Linked DNA regions of Mus musculus: region 1 is linked to region 2. The links are chromatin contacts, called in public HiChIP or PLAC-seq maps. All regions are on one chromosome and are shown on one strand. The core of a region is the stretch at or near the end of the contact, and the rest is flanking DNA. Distances in the headings are between cores, read along the strand shown. Region 1 overlaps Clip2 (CAP-GLY domain containing linker protein 2). Region 2 holds the start of Rcc1l (reculator of chromosome condensation 1 like).

The links. HiChIP or PLAC-seq counts read pairs in DNA pulled down with a chosen protein or histone mark.
Region 1: an H3K4me3 HiChIP or PLAC-seq map of bone marrow-derived macrophages shows a contact between it and region 2, with 2.4 times the contacts expected there. The contact joins the enhancer-like site here to the promoter of Rcc1l in region 2. A contact is called at or near these places in 3 of 39 promoter capture datasets (the HPC-7 cell line, pre-B cells and stem cell-derived epiblast-like cells), 2 of 484 Hi-C or Micro-C datasets (CD8 T cells and nephron progenitors), 10 of 115 datasets of contacts at active chromatin or transcription factors (bone marrow-derived macrophages, craniofacial prominence, embryonic forebrain and 5 more) and 2 of 9 other capture datasets (adipose tissue and liver).

Annotation. Positions count from the first base shown.
Region 1 is chr5:134,530,359-134,535,457 of GRCm38.p6, forward strand. It overlaps Clip2 (CAP-GLY domain containing linker protein 2), which reads right to left. Exons shown (of 17, transcript NM_009990.3): 2 at 4,689-4,879. The coding sequence starts at 4,812. Among named protein-coding and RNA genes, the nearest start is that of Clip2, 20 kb to the right of the region's middle. Within about 2 kb of position 1,408, at least 74 of the 459 cell types and tissues checked have an H3K27ac peak or open chromatin away from gene starts, as enhancers often do. A contact at or near this core is called in bone marrow-derived macrophages and microglia, where this site is marked.
Region 2 is chr5:134,174,849-134,180,077 of GRCm38.p6, forward strand. It overlaps Rcc1l (reculator of chromosome condensation 1 like), which reads right to left and starts at 1,919. Exons shown (of 11, transcript NM_033572.2): 1 at 1,552-1,919. The coding sequence starts at 1,866.

The sequences.
Region 1 (5,099 bases), core at 158-2,657, 350 kb after region 2:
ATGAGGACCTGAGTTCGAATCCCCGGACCCATGTAAAGCTGGATATGGTCATGTGCCCTCAAAGCTTGGACAGTAACATGGGTGACTGAGACAGGAGAACCTCCTGGAAGCTCATTGGTCAGCTAAGCTGGTATAAACAAGTAGGTGGAAAGAGATCCAGTATCCCATGAGCTCTAGGCCAGCTAGGATCACACACACAGTAAGATCCTATCTCCAAAAGAGAGAGACCTAAACAAGACAAAAACATCACGAACATCTGCAGTCCTCTGACCTCCGCATTGGGCTGCGCACACCCGGTGCATGAATACACACACACACACACACACACACACACACACACACACAAGATTACAGGAGACTCCAGAGCAAGGCTGCTGTGCATAACCTAACAGAACCTCCCTTCCCTGTACAGAACAGAATGGAGTCCACACTCGGTACCTGGAGTCATGATCCCTTTTCTCTTTCAGCCCAGGATAGATGCTAACACTGACCTGGGTCCTCCCAGAGCATCCTCCAGGGGTGCTCTATCCTGTCCACACTCCTCCACTTGCATTCCAGGGAGACACCTGCCCCTGAAGCCTCCCCTGGGACCCCGCTGCATCCTGTGCCATGCTTCTGGGTACCAATACAGGCCTTCCCTGCCACACGTGGCATCCATCCAGGCTGCTTCCCATGCCAGACCCTCTCTGCCCAAAGCTGACATCATGCCTTGGGAGGGAGCCACAGACTAGCTTCCCAAGGCAGGCGCCAATTCACAGATGGATCTCTCAAATCGTCCTGGGTGTCCCCACAGAGTCCCAGACTCCTCGGTGCTTTGTTTTGTCGACTGATTGACACATTTGTTTTGGGACAGGGGCTCTTACGTCCCAGGCACTAGCCTCAAGGATGGCCTTTAACCTTTAACCCTTTCCCTATTTCCCAGAGGTCAAGATGACAGATATGCATCACACCTGGTATGGAACCTGGAGCTTTGTGCATGCTGAGTCCATACCCTACCAACCACGCTAACCCGCCTGCTTCAGCCTCAGTGCTGGGATAACCTTAGTGCCATCACTGCTTTGGAGAGCGATGGCCAGTTCCTTGGGTGAGTGAGAACATGAAGGGCCAGCAGGAATGGGGACAGTTTTCCCTAGAGCTCCTATTTAAACTTATTCCCAAGTCTCTTGGCACCGACACCCCAAAGGATGCTAGAGCGTTTGCCTAAAATCTCCTAGCGAGAGCCTCAGGTGTGACTCAGTAGTACAGCACCTGCCTAGAACCTACACACACACACACACACACACACACACACACGCACGCACGCATGCGCACACACCCAAGAGGGGCTGGAGTTGTGGCTCAGTGTCGGAACACTGGTCTGGCCTGTGTGAAGCCCTGGATTAAATCCCAGGCACTTGGAATAAAAGAAACTGGGTCCTCACTTGACGAGGGCCAATGAAGAAAGAACCCAGAAGAGACAACAGGCCTTTCTCCTTGAAGGTCATATCCTGGCCTAGGGCCAGGCTGGCTGGTACACTTCCCCAGCTACTAGGATCCACGGAGCCACCCCTGCTGGAGGAAGTTCAGCCGACTGGGAGCCAGATCTCGTCTCTTTGTACTTAAAATCCTTTAAAAAAATATTTATTTTCTGTTTATGGATGTTTTATTGCATGTAAGTGTGGGCACCACATATGTGCAGTGCCCAACCAGAAGAGGGCATTGGATCCTCTACAACTGGAGTTACAGATGGTTGTGATCCACCAGGTAAGTGCTGGGAGCCATGCCTGGGTCCTCTGTAAGAGTAGCAAGAAGGGTAGCAAGAAGGGCTGGAGAGATGGCTCAGTGGTTAAGAGCACTGACTGCTCTTCCGAAGGACCTGAGTTCAAATCCCAGCAACCACATGGTGGCTCACAACCATCCATAATGAGTTCAGATGCCCTCTTCTGGTGTGTCTGAAGACAGCTACAGTGTACTTACATACATAAAATAAATAAATATTTAAAAAAAAAAAAGAGCAGCAAGAAGAAGTGTTCTTTCCAACTCCTGGAATTCTGTCCTTGTTGCTGTGTGTAGTATGTCGATGTTGGTTGTGTGCATGCCTAGGAGACGGGGGTGGGGTGTATGTTGGGGTGTACATCATAGTTCTTGGAAGACAACTTGCTGGAGTCATTTCTCTCTGTACCACATGGGTCCAGGGATTGAGCTCACTAGCCTAACAATGCAGTTTCCCAATCCCCCTATTACTCAGCACCCTCAAGGAGGAAGTGACCTGACTCAGGACGGTGGCTCCGTGACCTCCCTATGACAGGCAGTGAGCATGCACCCTTCGCCAGGATGACCGTACATTTCCTCTGTGGCCTAGTCCTCACCTCAGCCCCATGGTCCATGCTCACAGTGGAGATAATTTACCTTGGGGTCCCCTAGGCCACACCCTATACAGCTCTTCCTATGTTGGAAAGACACCCGAATCCCTGCCCTTCACCCCCTACTTCTGGTACCCCCACACCCATCAACTCCCACATGTATCTTTGTGTATGAACATATTCATGTATGTGCATATACACGTGCGCATGCATGCAGAAGAGGCCAGAGGTCAATACCGAACGTCATCGTTTCATGTCTATTCCTGTGAAAGACACCCTGACGAATGCAACTTAAGGGAGAAAGGGTTTATTTTTAGCTCGCCATTCCGGGCCACAGCCTGTCCTGGTGGAGAAGTCATAGCAGACACTGAAACAGCAGCGCACATCATGTGCACAGGCAAGAGCGGAGAGAAAGGAACGCTTGCCTGCTCAGCGACCCGCTGGCTTTCTCTACTTTCAACGTAGTTCACGGCCTCCAACCAGAGAACAGTGTCGTCTGCTTTCAGGCTGGGTCTTCCCAGGTCCATTAACAATCGAGACGAACCAAGCAGACAGGTTCACAGGCCAGCCCAACACAGACAATCCCTCATGAGACTCTCCCACCATGTCGTTCTGGATTGTATCAAAGTGACAACTGAAACTAACCACCATATTGGATGTCTCGCTTTATTACTCTGCACCTCATCCTTCAAGACAGAGTCTGTCTGTCTGTCTGTACCTAGAATGGACCAATCCAGCTAGGCCAGCTGGCCAGCAAGCATAGGGTTTCTCTTGTTGCACTGCCTCGCCCTGTGTTTTACATGGACACTGGGGATCCAAACTCAGGCCCTCACCTGCATGCTAAGTGCTTTACCAACCAAGAAATCCCCGCCAGCCCCGAGACTGATCAGTTGTTTTTTATCCTGCATAAGCCAAGTTAAATCCTACCCCGGGGCCTCTTATATCACCATTCCTACCCCCTGCAAAATGACTTCCTCTGCAAGATCAGTCAGTGTGTCAGTTTGCCAGTCTGTCTGTCTGTCTCTCAGCTAGCTTCTACTGGAATGCCTGCCATGAATGTGAAGGGCTCTGGCATCTTATAGAGGAGACTGGGCACACTGGACCAGCAAGCCTGTTGTCGGCTTACCTCACACTGCAGCTCCCTCAGCTGTTTATCTTCCTTGGCTCACGCTTTCTGCAACGCCTACCACCCCCCACCCCCATCACCACCTTCACCACTCTCTACCCCACTTCCCACCCCTCAAACCCAGCTTGTGCAGTCTAATCTCCACCTGGTGTCTCCAAAACTCTGGGACAACTGACTGCGATGGATGGAGCCCTATACTTCTTGGTGGAGTGTGACCTACCTAAGCAGGGACCGTGTGGAGCTGCGTCTCTCTGAGTTACTCATCAAAGAGAAAAGGAAGAAACCATCAAGATTTCCAAGGCAAAGACTACAGAAAGGCAAATCTCCAGATGGGTGCGGTGGCTCTCGCCTATAACCCCAGCCCTGCAGGATGCGGCAGGAAGACCATGAGTTCGGAGGCCAGCCTGAGCTATAAGACCTTGTCTCAAAAACTAACCAAACTATCTCTAATTCTAGCACAGTCTCTACGATACTCAGTGTTAACCGTCAATTTGACAGAATCTAGAATCTCTTGGAGACCGGCCTCTGGGCATGCCTGTGGAATTATCATAATTCATTTAGGGAATATTGAAAGACTCATTTAATGGTGGATAGGACATTCCCCAAGGAGGGAAACCTGAACGGTATGAAATAGAGACAGCTGATCAGGAGCATGCATGCACCTCTCTGTTTCTCCAGGAGATGTGACCAATGGTCTCAAATTTCTGTTACCTAGACTTTCCCCACTGTGACGGAGTTCTGGAACTGTGAACCAAAGCCCAACCCTTCTCCTTCAAGTTGCTTCTGACAGGGTATTTTTATCACAGTGACAGCACAGAAACTAAGAGACCCCCTTGTGGTTCAAAATGGCCCTGTTGGAGCTGAGGATTTGGCACGGCTGGTAGAGCATTTGACTGTCATGCACAAACCCCGGGTCCCATTTCCAGTACCGCATCAACTGGGCATGGTGGTGCACATCGGTACCCTTAGCACCTTAGGGGCAGAGGCAAGAGAATCATTGAATGTCTAAGGCTAGCCTGGGCTATGTAATAAGTTTCTGAGTTACCTCTGAGTTATCCAAACTCCTCTGTAAGTAAGCCCAATAAATGCACTGGTGAATCCCGCTGGACTCTGGTGGGATCTTTAGTTTGCTCTCTGAAGCTGGTGTCCTATCTGCGTGGGATACATGTCTGTTTTCGTCTCCATGCTGAGGCCCCCATCCCTCTCCTGGCTTTACGTACCTTCTTTGGAGCCACTGGTCGAGGCCACCACGGAAGATGAAGCAGACCCAACGGACGGCCTGCCCACGGGGCTGGAGTGCTTCCCCCCTCGGCCAGGGGGCTTCAGGCCACTGGGCTTCTGCATGGCGGTGCCACTAGAAGGGCAGACCAAGGCAGACAATGGTCACATCCTCTCTGCCATCCTCGGTCACCTGCGGGCAGAACACAAGAGGGATGGAATCACAAAGTTCTCATTAGGGCCTGGGAACTTGGCCAATCCCAGTGGTCCAGAAACTGACAAAGCCTCATCAGAGGATGCTGGTATTTCCTTTCTGTTCTGTTTGAGATAGGGTATCACGTAGCCCAGGCTGGCCTCATGCTGTAGTAGAGAAAAACATTGAACTCCTGCCTTCATCTCCGGAGGGTGGAGTT
Region 2 (5,229 bases), core at 669-3,168:
AGGCCAGCTTGGTCTACCAAGCTAGTTCCAGGACCATCAGAACTATGTATAGGAAGACCCAGTCTTGAAAAACCAAACTAAAAAACAAACAAAAAGGACCAAGAGCTGGAGAGATGGCTTACAGCCTTCCGTAGTTCCTGATCTACAGGCTCTCACAGCCTCTTCTGGCCCCCATGGGCTCCAGGCACACAAATGATACAGACATGTTGCAGGCAGGCAAAATGCCATAGGCATAAAAAATATTTTTAATGTATAGACCCACTTAACAACTGCAGCAAAGTTGCAAAGTAGAAGATACACACATCAGAAAAAATAAATTAAAAAACTGTAGGGCTTGGCAGTATAGCTCAGTGGTAGAACACTTGCCTTTAACAATGTGACACAATCCTGGGTTTGACTCCCACCATCACAAACCACACTTCTATAAAGTATAAATAAATACTTTTTATTGCTACCAAAAGAAAGGGTGAGTGGGTGCTTGTTTGTTTGTTTCCAACTAAAGATGTTAACACAACCAGGTAGCTAGAAGCAAAAAGACCTCTGTATAGAAAAGAGAACTGGGAGGGAGAAAGTAGCTCAGTGGACACAGTGCTTGTAGGGCAAAAACCCTTGGGTTCCCCGTCCCCAGCACCACTTAAACCAGAAACGGTTGCACACGGCTATAATAACAGCATTTCGAGGGTAAAGACAGGGTCTCACTGTGTAGCCCAAGCTAGAGTACAACTTGTGGCAATCCTCTTGTCTCAACCGTCCAGTCCAAGTCCTGGGACTACAGATGTGAGCCACCACGGCTGCCGGGCTGAGCCCTTTTGAAAAGTGAGCCTCTTCCCCGCCCCCCCTTTTTGACAGGGTTTCTCTGTGTACCCCTGGCTGTCCTGGAACTCTGTAGACCAGGCTGGCCTCGAACTCAGAAATTAGCCTGCCTCCGCCTCCAAGTGCTGGGATTAAAGGCGTGAGCCACCTTAGAAGCTCCATGGGCAACCTCCTATTTCCCCTCTAACCGCTCAGATGAGCATCTCCTTTTCCGGCTGCCCATCACTGACTCTAGCCGACACACCTCCGACCTGTGGAATGTCCCGTCCCTCAAGGGAGCTGTCTAGTCTAAGTTACAAATACCACCATTTACACCCAGCTGTGGGGCCCTGGACCTTACTTGACCTCTCTGCTACTCCCTTTCATCCTCTGTAACTGGGAGGTGACAGCTCCGGCCTTTTGGGGGGGGGGGGGGCCTGAGCGAATGATCTAAGGGCAGAATCCTTGGTGCGATTGTCAAGCTACGCCAATGGGCAAGAAAGTAAGGGAAGACACCAAACTCTCTCGAGCCACAAGCAAACTGCTAAAAATGCTGAACGAGACCCCAAGATCCACAGACGTGATAAACAGGCTCAGCAGTGAAGGACGGAGCACTGGGAGAAACAGACTTCTCGGCAGCCACCCCTCATGCCTCCCTCTGCAGATCCCGGGATCTCGGAGGTCATTGCTCCCGGAAATCCGGCCACGCGGGGAAGAAAGTTCCCTAAGAGATGCCAGCGAGGATGCCACTGCCCCCACCTTATGATCCAGCTCCAGGCGGTAGGGGACCGGCTGGATCCTGCGTCGGGGCCGCAGGCCGGCGCGCGGTCCAGGCCCCGAGGACGGCACCACGAAGCTGGGCACCCCGAGCGCCCCGGAGAAGCTGAAGCCCCAGACGAAGACGCGATCGGCGCGAGCCGCGCGCTCGCCCACGTACTGAAACACCGGAACGTCCGCCTCGGCCTCGGCCGCTTCTCGCCGGCTCCGCGAACGGCCGGCCGGTGTCCAGTGCTCGCGAGCCGGTGTCGGCCACCTCGGCCGCGGCCCCCGCAGAGCCCGGGCCGCCGCCAACATCCTCCGCGTCACGCCTCAACCGCTTATGGGCGCCGCCATCTTGTGTCACCCTTGACCTCTAGCCTGGCGGAAGTAGATACGGCCATGCTTACTACTGGCTGAAGGCGACGCGCTAAGGGAAAGACAACCATGTTTACTATTGGCAGATGATTACTACTCCAGGAAAGCAAAGACTTGAGAAGGCTATGGCTTCACCGTCTATCCATGAGTAGGGGACTTAAATGAGTGTCAAGCTATTATTTGAAGATGTCTGTGAAGTGTTCTATGATTCTTACTGCCCCTTTTTAAATTCTGTGTGTGTGTGTGTGTGTGTGTGTGTGTGTGTGTGTGTGTTAGTTTTGGTGTGGAGTTACTTAGGTGGAGCTGGGAATTGAACCCAGGTCCTCACACATCCTTAGGGTATAGGTTAACACAGACTACTCTCCCAATTCCAAGAAGTGTTTTGTATAAATACTGAAAGGAGACAGAGGGAACATCCTAGATGCTTATCTCATGGAAGCAAAACTGGGGAAGGTAGCTGGGCACAGTGGTTCACACCTGTAACCCCAACTTTAGGCTGAGGCAGGAATATTGCTGCAAATTGCAAACCACCCTAGAAGAAAGAAAACCTATTAATATATATGGTTTGTTTGTTTGTTTGTTTGTGACAGAATCTCATTATTTAGCCCTAACTGGCCTGGAACTTGCTTTGTTCCTGTAGACCAGGATAACTCAAACCTGCCCCTGCCTCCTGAATGGTGTGTGCCACCATACCCAGCACTGATTGGTTGATTTAGTTTATTTTAGGCGGTTTTATTTCATGCATATGGGTACTTTACCTGCATGTATATCTGTGTACCCTGCGTGTATAGTGTCTGTGGAGGCCTCAGAAGAGGGTGTTAGATTCTCTAGAACTGCAGTTACAGTTGATACCCCACTCCCACACACCCCCATGTGAATGCTAGAATTAGAACTCTGGTCCTCTGGAAGAGTAAACAGTATTTTGTTTTGTTTGTCATTGTTGTTGCACAGTGTTCTTAACTCTTGAGCCCTCTCTCCAGCCCTCTAATTGAATATTTTTCTAAGACAGGGTCTCACTCTGTAACCCAGGCTAGCCTCTACCTCACTACAGTTCTCCTACCCCAGCCTCCCAAGTGATGGGATTACAGACCCATGCCAGTGTGCCAGGTTCAACCCTGATTAAACTACACCTGGCTTCCAGGGGCCCTTCTTACTTCCTTTAGATCTCAATTCCAGCATGAAGGCTACACAGAGAAATTCAGTCCCTGAAATAAAGACTACAGTCCATGGCAGGGCTTCCTAAAAGTTATCCCCTAATACAGAGTGGATCCTTCCCCCCGAACTCCCTTTGCTCATCCTTAGTGTGTATTTCTTGATAAACAGGAACGTACTAATTAGTTTTCCTTCAGATGGGTCTCATGTAGCCCAGGCTGAGCTTGAATTCATTATGTACCCAAGGATGGCCTTGAACTCTTGACCTTTTTGCCTATCTCCAGTGTTCACCACTATGCCAAGTTTACACAGTCCTGGGATGGAACCCAGAGCATCCTGCATGCTAGAAACACACTGTCAACTGAGGTCCATCTGAAGCCCCATACTTCATCCAATGTGTACTTAATCCCAAGACAAGCTCAAGGATATGTTACACACCTAGTCTGTGAAGTGTGGCATCGCTGCGTTCTTACCGCTTTGCCAGGATGTAGCACTGTTTCATAAAGCAAAATCCTCCAATGAGATAAGGGGATACATGGGGGACAAACAGGATGGCTTTAGGGCATAGGTGTGTGCCGCCAAGCCCAAATCCCAGGCAGGACCACCACGTGGGGGCCGAAGGAGAGAACAGACACCTGCAAGTTGTCCTCTGACCTCCGGGCCGATTCAGCATCATGGGCATCTCCCCACACATTCACACAAAATAAATGCAAAGTAAACTAAAAGGTGGGGCACCCAGAAAAGAGCTTTACAGAGCTCTCCGCTACAGTGGGGATGTAAATCACCAAGAAGGCCGGCAGTCAGCTGGCCTATTGCTTTCATGTGATAAGGGACACACCTCCTGTTGTTTAGAATCCAGGCGAAGTCCTTCCCCAAAGGGGATGCTTCACCACAGGATGCGGCTGCAAGATTCATAAGCTTCAGCTTACAGTATCCAGATCAGTCTCAGGTCAGGTCTCAGGAGAGCAGAGCATGGACCAAGAAAGACACTTGATACTCACAAGGAGGGACCTGACTTCCCAGTATAAACTGAAAGCAAAGTCAATCCAACCCCGGAAAGCCAAGGCAAGAAGTGAGGACGTGTGTGTGTCTTACGATATGGACCAAAGCCGGACAGTGGTGGCACAGGTCTTTAATCCCAGCACCGAGGAGGCAGAGGCAGGTGGATCTCTGTAAGTTTGAGGCCAGCCTGGTCTACAGAGTGAGTTCCAGGACTGTGTGCAGCCAGGGCTACACAGAGAAACCCTATCCCATCCCCACTCCCCAAAAAAGATCTGGACTATGGAGGGCAAAATGAAAGAGGATGAAGACGGTTTACGGATGCCAAAGTATCTTTCCTGACTAAACAGTCTGGCAAGGAGCTGGTGTGTGAGTGGAACGATGTCATTAGGTGTTGTCTTAGGGTTTTACTGCTGTGAACAGACACCATGACCAAGGCAAGTCTTATAAAAACAACATTTAATTGGGGCTGGCTTACAGGTTCAGAGGTTCAGTCCATTATCATCAAGGTGGGAGCATGGCAGTATCCAGGCAGGCATGGTGAAGGAGGAACTGTACACCATGCCCGGTGTGTACACCTTTACTCTCACCACTCCAAAGCCAGAGAAAGGCAGATCTCTGAGTTTGAAGCCAGTCTGGTCTACATACCTAGTTCCAGGCCAGTCTGGCTGACATAGTGAAACCCTAGTTCGAAAGATAAAAGTAGCCAAAAAGCTGGGTGTGGTGGCTCACGCCTTTAATCCCAGCACTTGGGAGGCAGAGGCAGGCGGATTTCTGAGTTCTAGGCCAGCCTCGTCTACAAATGACAGCCAGAGCTATACAGAGAAACCCTGTCTCGAAAAACCAAAAAAAAAAAAAGAGTGCTTGCTGCACTTGCATAGGACTCAAATTTGGATCCCAGGTCCCATATCAGGTGACTCACAACCACCTAACAACTCCAGCTTCAGGGATTCTGACATAGACGTCTTGTCTCCAGGGTCCCTTGAACACATGTGGCATTCACTCATACAGATATGCACACATGCATATAAATAAAAGTTTTAAAAAAAAAAAAAACCTTCGAAAATTGCAACCAAGAGGACATCTACAGTGTGAATCATGGCCACTAGGTGGCGATGCTTGCCCATCAATTTGGTTCTTGTTTTGTGACAA